Linked DNA regions of Arachis hypogaea: region 2 is linked to region 1. A link is a contact called in public Hi-C data. All regions are on one chromosome and are shown on one strand. Each heading gives the region's core, a stretch centred on a gene start, on an enhancer-like site or on the middle of the called end of the contact. The rest is flanking DNA. Distances are from core to core; before and after follow the strand shown. Region 1 holds the start of LOC112796371 (protein FAR1-RELATED SEQUENCE 11). Region 2 holds the start of LOC112796375 (COBRA-like protein 7).

The links. Hi-C and Micro-C count contacts between places; a contact is called where the count stands out from the background.
Region 2: a contact with region 1 is called in a Hi-C map of leaf, with 2.0 times the contacts expected there. The contact joins the promoter of LOC112796375 here to the promoter of LOC112796371 in region 1. A contact is called at or near these places in 2 of 8 Hi-C or Micro-C datasets (both in leaf).

What each region holds. Positions count from the first base shown.
Region 1 is chr4:14,871,402-14,876,496 of arahy.Tifrunner.gnm2.J5K5, reverse strand. LOC112796371 (protein FAR1-RELATED SEQUENCE 11) reads right to left here and starts at 1,790. Exons shown (of 4, transcript XM_025838800.3): 1 at 1,318-1,790; 2 at 1-589. The coding sequence starts at 528.
Region 2 is chr4:15,080,099-15,085,232 of arahy.Tifrunner.gnm2.J5K5, reverse strand. It overlaps LOC112796375 (COBRA-like protein 7), which reads right to left and starts at 2,159. Exons shown (of 3, transcript XM_025838803.3): 1 at 1,578-2,159; 2 at 127-508. The coding sequence starts at 2,103.

The DNA.
Region 1 (5,095 bases), core at 541-3,040:
CATGCATATGCGGCTCTTGTCATCAGGAGATATTGTGCAGTATGCCGGAAGAAGCCGCACCTCATTAGATTTTAACAACTCGTGATTGTGGACATTGCTAAAGCCAGTAACACGCCACTCAGGGACATCAAAATCCGACTTTTTAACAATACGCAAGTATGCTTGGCAACCACAACGAGATGATTTGCGGTTCCTTTGCATCTTCCCATCATCAGAAGGTTTGACCTGGGGGTATCCACCACGATGGCAAGTAAAATCCCTCCTTGTGACTCCGCGACCAACACCGTCCTTCCCTCGAGTGCGGTGTCGCCGAATAGAAAAGCCACACTGCTTAGCAAAACTGCAATAGAATTCATAAGCAGCTTCTTGAGAAACAAATCTCTGACCAATAAAAGGAACAAGGTTGACAGAAGTCTGTCTTGATAAAATTGTTTCCTCTGGTGTTTCCTCAATCGTGCCAATCTCATCCTGAGACAAATCTGTGCAATTCTCGGACGATTCCAGCACCAGACTGGTTCCTTCTGACATTTTGTCCTTTTGTAATAAATAGAAGGATTTTTTTTTTCTGCAGATGTTTAAACCTGAAACGCTAGAAACAAGGAAAAAATCACCTCAAATATGATAACAGACTATTAAATTTCAACACCCCACACAACAATTTTTATCCTTCCAAAACACCCTAAAAACGAATCATCAGACACGTGAAAACCCTCTAACTGAAAAAGCAAGTAAGCAACATAAAGAACATCGAAGTAAAGCACAAAACCCCTTTTTTCTCTCCTTGGGATTAAAAAAAGTGTATCCGATCAAAAGAGAGTCAGCAAAGTGACTGCATTCCTTGTAGAAGGGAACATCACCCTCAGTAGTTTAGTTTAGCCAAGGCACACTTCCAATTGGATGTCAGAACACCCTAAAAACTGATCAAATTCAGTATCTACATTTGACAGGTGTATGGATACCAATGCACATGAAATTCAAGACTTCACCTAAGGCTCAACTTGTTAACTCATAAGGGTTAAATCCTAAAATCCTAAACTTGATTTGGGAATAAGAGCTATCCAGTTAACCAAAGAGTTTCATAACCTTGACAGGTACAAATACCAATATAGGAACTCTCTAAGAGAGTCACTTCACTTGCATTTCTACTTCATTGTCCAAGAATCTCAAATAAGTGTCACACTTAGCTAAAATTATCATCCCCATTTCACACAATTACAATAATAATAATAATAATGATGATGTATTGCAAAAAAGGAATAAACTTTCTAAAAATGAAAAATCTTGAAAAGAGTATGAAAAATGGTTAGGAGATCTAACCAGGTTAGGATCGGTGGCGGGTGGCAGCAGGAGGAAGGGTTAGCAAACTGAGTTCAACGGTCGATAACAAACTCAAAGGTTCTATATGTTTTGCGCTAAAACAATTAATATTAATAACTAATAAATAAAACAAAAGAACGAAGTAGTAAATGAAGATTGAAGTGGCGGGGAGTAGGAGGAGTAAAGCGCATCCCAGGGAGAAGGATAATGATTTGCAAGCACGATAACCTTATCGTGCGCCGCGGGGATGCACACTGCGCATCTAACTTTGCTAAAACCTAACGGTGTAGAACCCATAGTAGTCGGGTCGGGTTTAATCCATTTACCCGTGCCCACTTACACCTCTGCCTAACACAGTAACACTCTTCAACTACTTCAGCCTTCAAAAGTTGCAAACATTTTTTAATTCGAATAAAAAAAAAAAAGAAACGTCCAAAGAAAAAAGGCAATAATAGATGACCAAAATCGTTCCTGATCTCCATGGAATTGTGGATAATGTATTACATATGTACAATCCTAGGCCTGCAATAAAGAACATTTCGATGGTTTAGCCGAAGTTGTTACATTTAACATCTGTTGTTTCTAATGACAAAAATAAAAATAATGAAGTACTATTTTAATCTTTAATATTTAAATTAATTTTTAATTTAATTATTAATATTTTAAATATTTTATTTTTGTTTTAAATAATTTTAAATAAATTTAATATTATTCCACAATTAAATTTAAATAAATAATTAATAGAGTGAATGACATAGATATTAATAATATAATTATTAAGTTATATTCTTTTTTTAATTAAAAAAACACAACCAAATTTTTTTTGTAATATCTTATTTTTTCGATTTTTTTTGGTACAAAATATCCTAAATTTTAGCTATCAATCATTAATGTTCTAGAATTAAAAAAAAAAAGTAATTCTCCACGTACAAGTGATTTTCCATACAAGTCATACAAGTCATTTATAAATACGTCGTTTCACGTTTTTTTTTTGTACCTCTTTTTCTTCTTTTTCTTTCTCCGTACTTCCTCTTCCTCTTCTTCTTCTTTCTCTGTGTCTCTTTTTCTTCTCTTTCTCCCTCTTTTTTTATTGAAATTTCTTCTCCTCTTTTCGTTTTCTCTTTCTCCTTCATCAAAATCACCAGAAAAAACGAAGAAACATTATTCAAGGTACGTTTCTTGCCTTCTCTTTCTCCTTCTTCTTCTTCTTGCTACACGTTCTTCTTCCTCTTCCTGTTCTTCTTCTTCATTTACGTGCTTTTCTCTTTGTTTTCTTTCTTCGTTATTCTCGGTTTCTATTATTTTTTGACATCAAGCTCTGAAAATCGTTTTTGAAGAAGAAGAAGCAGCAGCAGAAGATGAGGAGGAAAAAGAGAAAGAGTTCTGAATTATGCATAAGGTGTACTTTAACAAATTTTGGGTGTATTTCTTAAATTCTTTGGATGTATTTTTGTAATTCTTTGGGTGTATTTCTATAATTCTTTGGGTGTATTGATTTCAAGAAGAAATATACTATCTCTCCCTATATTGGGTGTATTTCTTAAATCCTTTGAGTGTATTTCTGTAATCCTTTGGTTTATTTCTGTAACTGTTTAGGTGTATTTATGTAATCCTTTGGATGTATTTCTATAATCGTTTGGGTGTATTTTTGTAATCATTCGGGTGTATTTCTGAAGTTCCATCATCTTCAAAACAATTTCAAAGCTTGATTTCAGAAACCATGAAAATCGAAAAAAACAGAAAGAGATCGGAGGTAAAGAGAGAACGCTTTTCTATACAAATCATACAAGTCATTTATATTCACGCTTCTTCTGTAACGCATGTGTTAGGCCCAACTCTTCTTCTTCTTCTTCTTCTTCTTCTTCTTCTTCTTCTTCTTCTTCTTCTTCTTCTTCTTCTTCTTCTTCTTCTTCTTCTTCTTCTTAACGCACGTGCTAGGCCTAACTTGTAAGACATGTAAACAAAAATGACTTGTATGTGTAGCACTCCTCTAAAAAAAAAATTGTTACGTTGGTGACCGTTAGTATTTTACTTAGAATAAAGCTCTACATCCAAACAAAATACTTAACCAAGTCTAACCAAATTATAACAACTTTTCAAATCACGCGCCTCCTTCTTTTTTTCTTTTTCTTTTTCCTTCTCCTTTTCTTCCTTCTTCCCCAATGTTATTCTTTTATTCTTTAAGTAATTTTTTAATTGTTTGTTCAAATCTAAATCGAATTCGGTTCATTTGTGAATTGAGTTACTACTTTTAAGTATTCACTAAATCTGTTATTTCTTAAGAAATTCGATTCATCTCTTAGTTTAATTGAGTTCATTTGCATGCAGAAATGAATTGAAATGTACTTTTCTTACTGATTGAATGTTTATCACTTTTTATTCAAATCTGAATTGAATTTGGTTCATTTGTGAATTGAGTTAGGTTCACTTGATACTACTGTTAACTATTCACCAAATTTGTATCAAATTTGATTCATTTCTGAATCTAAATGAACCTCAATTAAAAGGAGGAAAAGAAAAAATGCAGTAACAATAGCAACAATAAAAGAATGATGATTGAGAGAAGAAGAATGCGAAGACGAGAAAGGAGGAAAGCGAAGAAGAAGGAAGAATGCGAAGACCAAGACAAAGAAGTGTTATTGAAACGCGCGTGTGTACACACTGGTGTAATGAAAGTGATTTTTGTTGAATTTGGGCCTTCTTAGTTGGACTTGGATATAAAAATGTTTGGATGTGTAATTTTTTTTTCCAAGGCAATAGATGCATTTCATTCAAATAAAGAAAAGAAATACAAATGTCCAAAATCGGACAGTCACAGGCAAAAGAGGGATGGCTTCCCAATTATAATTGAAACTCAAATAAGAAAGAGTGAGAGCTAAGCGAGAAATTAGGGTCCAGAAATTTTTTACAAGAATTCATCAATTGAATATTCAGCTACCTTCCAGATCTCTTCTGGTGTCAATACCTTACCTTCAAAAATCCATTTGTTGCAGCTAGTCCATATGCTCCAGATCAAGCACGCTACCAAGCTTCTTCGTTTCCTTCGATGGCTATCACCATTTGTTCTGTCAAGTATCATCTTCCACCATTTGCAAAACAGATTATTGTTGTCTTTCTCTTTCGGGTCAGCTGCTGGAATTTGGGCTAGGTTCCAAACTTGTCTTGAATGAATACAGGTAAGTAAATAGTGGTTGACTGTTTTTTCGTGTTGGTCACACTGTGGGCATGTGCTGATTATGTTTGGAATCCTTGTATTTAACTTTTTTCTAACAGGGAGGCCTTCGTGCAAAGCTTTCTATAGCAGAACCTTCATCTTCATTGGGCATTTGAGGTCCCAAAGTGCTTATCAGATTCGCTTATCTCGAAAATATGCTGGCATCATTTCAGTTGGGGCATGGAAGAAATGGAACCCCACCTTATATCCCGATTTCACAGTGTAAGTCCCTTTTTTCTCTTTATTCCATTTGATCTTGTCTTCCCCTGCATGAATTTGTGCTTGTATGATGGCATGTGCAATTTTTGGCTGAAAATTGCTAGATGTTTAGTTAGACTGTTTTACTTATGCTCTAAAATCAAATGATATTAATTCTTTAATAGATTAATTGTTCAGATCAAATTTAACGGTGAGACAACATTCAATTATTTTAAAAATTTTTGAAACTAAAATAAGACATTTAAAATTTATTAAAAATTAAAATAAAAATTTGAAATGTTAAAGCTAAATTAACACTTGGTCCAAATATTAGAAACAAAAATAATACTTTACCAAAAAAAATTA
Region 2 (5,134 bases), core at 910-3,409, 210 kb before region 1:
AATACAAGTACAAGCATTAAAGACAATACATACAATACAAGTTTAAAGTAATAGCATTTAATGCAGATACATATGTGTGAGTAAAATAACGATTCAATGAAATATTTGTGCATCGAAGCATCAAACCTTGATGGAGGGAGATCAACTACGGTTGGCCTTCTTTCACAGTTCAACACATCGGCAAAGTCAAGTTCCTTGTAGTACTCACCTTGTGAACCAAAGATACATTCAGAAGAATCAACATTTGATGGATATGCACCTTTCATTGTGTATATGAACTCATCATTGATCCATTCCCAGCTGAGTTTCCAATGGTCAAGACGGCCAATGGAGTTTTTGTTTGAAACTGTGACCTCTGCCCAGTAATTCGAATCATATGTTTTTGTGACATCATAGATTATGCTAAGGTCACCACCTTTCTGAGGGAGTGGGAATTCTTGTTCATCTGTGGGTGTGTTTGTTTTGGAATTGGGATCAACTGTGCAACATGTATGTGTCTCATTGTTACCTGATGACAAAAACCATAAGAAGAGCAGTAAGCATTCTCATGGGCAAAAACGCAAACACTTGGTGGTTGGTGAGAAGGAAAAGGAATATTTCATTTGCTTCCTTTATCATATGTAGTATTAGTATACATTACCCTATGAATCAATGATATTCACACATAAAGTAGAAAAAAGTTAAGACTATATATTTTCCATCAGGAAATTAAGCATTGAATCATCTGAATTGAGAAATAATTTTCATCACAGAACATATATATTAGTAATTCGTCTTTCGAGGTTACAATTCTAATGAACCCCGCAAATAGGGACATTAAAAAAGGACAATTTTGAAATTTTGATTACTACTCGACCAATCTAGTTTTGTTAATCTTTGTATAAAAACACACAACTTAAAAAATTTAAAGGAAAATAAGAAGAAAATGATGGAAGTCTTGAAAATTTTCATTCATGAATATGTTTACGTAAAAATATGAATAGTTTCAATAATTTTAATACAATCTTAACTAAAATCCCTACATTTATACATATACATATACTCTTGTAGTTACGTTTCTATTGTATCGATTTTTTTCCTCTTATTATCAGACTAAGCGTAAAATACATACCCACACAATTGAATTGCACATAATATCTATTATCTAACTAATGCCAAAAAGAAAAAAGAAAAAAAAAATCATGCCTTCATATACAAAAGAAAGATTGATTATACAACACTTAGGAAAAACATGTTGGTCACCTGACATTTCTTAAAAAAAAGTTGACCAGTGTTACTCACTTAATATATTATTCAGTAAAATATAATTAATTTTTATAATTGATGGTAAATGGTTATTTAAAAAGTCAATGTAATTAGATGATGTTTCACACAAAATATATCCGTAAATAAAAATTAAACTCTTAAATATAATTATAGAATAATCAATTTGAATCGAAAGAATCAGTAGTCTATAAAATCGAAGTTGAATGTTCGAATCATATTTTATATATATAATAATTTATTGACTAATAAAAAATTCTTAAATATAGTTGTCTTGATATAATTATAGATTGGAAGGAAGCCTTTAATTTTACCTTGAGAAGTGGGTTTACGACAAATAAAACCATCATTAGAGAGCCTAATGGTGGAAGGCATGGGAACATTGGGTGGCGCCACCCCAAACACCGTCCCCACCATGCCCACCGTTAGCATCATCTGTTTTAAGTCCCCCGCGGTCTCCGCTGCCGTCTTCAAGTCCCTCACCTCGGACCCCTCCAAAACTGTCCCGTTTCCGACGGCAGCAGGGAGCCCTGTGCCGTCCGCCAGCTCCGCGTTCGACGCGGAAACCAGCCACTCCCGGTGCCGGAAACCCACGAACACCTTCCATGACTTCAGATCCTCTAGGCCGTAGTTTAGCACCGTCAGCTCCGACGTGAACCGGTATGGCTGGTCCGCGGTGTCGGACGTGTTCGGCGGCAGGCGGTAGCCGCCCGTGTAAGTGTAAGAAAGGAATATTCCGTTGCAGGAGGAGGCGGCTTGCGGCTGAGAGAGCGATAATGGCGCGGCGGAGATGATGACAAAGATGTAGAAGAAGACATGGTCATGCAAGGCCATGGCCATGGTTACGTATTAGTTTGTTTTTGAAAGTGAGAAGGGTTATAAATATGAGTTAGTTTATTGGAAGATATAACATCATATAGATTTAATAATTAATTTATTTTAATTTTATCCTAAAGTTTTTGCCGTCTTGGAGTGTTTCAAATGAAAGAGCATCATCCCTTGTATGTTTGCTTGTATAGTAAGAATATACTAGTAGTGAATGATGACTATTCAAAGGTTTAAAGTATAGTTTTCAGTTTTGTTAGTTAATTAGACCACCAATATTATACTTTAGATTTAATTTTGATACAGGGGCAAATTAAATAAAGACATATTTATTATATCAAAAATATTTCGTAAACACTAAAATTAATCACAAAAATTAATTATTATATATTTATGTATAAATATATATATTGTTTAACTTATTTTTAATATATATTTTATATTAATTACTAATTTTAATATATATTACTTAACATTATTATTATTGTATAGTATTTTAATTATTTAGTCTTCAGTTGTTTTTTTTAGATTTGCTAAATAAATTGTCTTGGTCGTTTTTCATGAAGACTGGTTTAAGCTACGATGAATTTGGAGTTGATGATGTATGTATTAGTTTTGGATAGACATGGCCAAGGACAATGATGGTTTGGCCATTTGGCTTAGCTAACGTAGTTGAAGTGGTATTTGAGAGTAGGTTGCTAATTATATTAATTGGATTTTACTTATTATTTTAAATTTTAGGTTTAAATATTAAATTCTTATAGAGGGTGATATGACTTTGGTTTGTTGAATTCGGAAGCATTTACGGATTCTTAACGTTGACTTGGTGCTGAGAACAAGTGTGTGTCATGGGAAACACTCCAAAGACAAGGCTCCAATTTAAGTACAAAAAATTTGTTGCCTCTCTGAAATCTTAAAGTATTCCTTTTTCTCTTTCTTTTTTTTTTTTTTTAAAATCAGATCATTTTATTCATAAAACGAAAAAAATATATGTATTTATATATAAAATAAGTAAAAAAAATAAGAGACTCCTAACACTTAATTATAGAAATAACATATAATAATCCAATAAAATAAAATAAAATAAAATAAAATATTTATCAATTAAGAATTAAAAATTTGTTGAAACTCTTTCTATAGTTTCAAAATCGATGCCATATCTCTACCACACTAGTTGATACATTATCAAAAATGAATCTGTTCCTAATTTTTCATAAGGATCGGTTCAAAATCACTATCATCATCCTTTGAGAGGAGCTACTGAGTTTGGTATGTAAGATTCCCATTCTCAAGTTCCACTCAACATAGAAATCAGAGTCTTCGGTGCCCCTTCTAACAGCTAGTAAACCCATTTTTAACCAAATCTCCTTTGATTTCTCACAATGGAAGATGCAACGATTGATTGTTTTTAGGAATTGTAAGCATCTTCGGTAGATGGGTTGAATCGATGGGATACGATGATGAAGCTTTTGTAGTATTGGAAGCTTTTCATGAAAGCTCTTCCAGAAAAAAATCTTAATCTTCGCTGGGATTTTCAGTTTCCACAGTTCTCGCCCCAAATTTCGTTGTCTCATAATCTCTAGGCAAAATTCAATGGGAGGATGCGAGAACTCATAAATCACACGGTACCCAATACTCACTTCATACAAACAACTTTTATTAAGGACCGAATAAATTTTATCTTCTCCACTCCCAATTGTTATTGCTAGCACACGCTGACTAGTGCCCTCAGAAAAAATGCTTCTAATTAGAGTTTGATTCCACAAACCATTAGAAAGTATTAAGTCCTTGACCATCAATAGCAGTTGATTTTGCATATTGAAAGTTTCAGATGGAGGGACAACACAAGGATGTGGAGAAGCAAGTCAAGGATCACGAATATTCGGTTACTGGACCCATCACCAACTCGCCAAACCAACCCCTTTTATAAATTTATTTATTTACCCATCTCCTCTACTTAAAATAGATTCATATGAACTAAAATTTCTTCCCTTGTCATTTTTCTTCTTCTACTTTCTCTGAGACACGCAGAATGTAGATCAAAACCAAGCAGTTTTTCATTTTTTATAGTGTTCCTCATGTTGTAGACTTATAGGCATAATTCTCGAGCGCATTCTTGGTCTCCACTTTGTTCTTGTTTTCCTTCTACTTTCTGCACAATCTTCTCAATCTCTTCCCTGGATGGCCTACCCTTGTCATTTGTAATTGTCATAGAAGATGGAATAGGAAGATTAAAATCAAGAAAAACTAAACATATGCATTAAAAGCAGTTGGGAACAAAAAGAATTTCATTCTCAAAGAAAATGGTAGTGGACTATACCAAGTACCACCTCAGTTTGCCAGTTACAACTTAGTATCTCGGATAGTGCCTATCTGCACGCAACAAACTCGGAATCATTTCAAATTCCAAAAAGATCTCTATAACCAACACAAGCTAGAAATTATGATAACCGTTACTCAACACCACGATGTTCATCATCTATAAATTGGAGGATGACCATAAGCTTAGGACCAGGATGGAAAAAACACAAGAAACAAGAATAGAGAGAGAGAGAGAGAGAGAGAGAGAGAGAGAGAGAGAGAGAGAGAGAGAGAGAGAGAGTTATTTTTGAGCTTTCATCTTGATCCTTTTTGATATTCCATTGACTTGATTATCAGAGTGTTTTGTACAGGTCCACCCTCCGACGTTCCAACTGGTGAAGAAGTGATGAATCCTTGAAGCCGAGCATAATAGCATCCTGAGTAAAAGCTTCAAGTCGGCAACATCCTTCATCAGAGCAGAACATTTGGCTCCCACCATGGGACCGAACATTTAAAGATTAATCCCCACGCATATTTTACGTTGATATCTTTTACAGGATTATGGCTGACGATGCCGTGCCACAAACTCCTCCTCCCACTAACGAGGAACTTATGGCCAAGAATGCTGCCCTTCTGACTAAGGTTAGGAGAATGGCTAACCTCTTCGAAGCTTCTCACAATGGGAAGTCGAATACGGAGGACCTGAAGAGTGCTACCTCAAATGGCGTACGTCCTCCAGACTCAG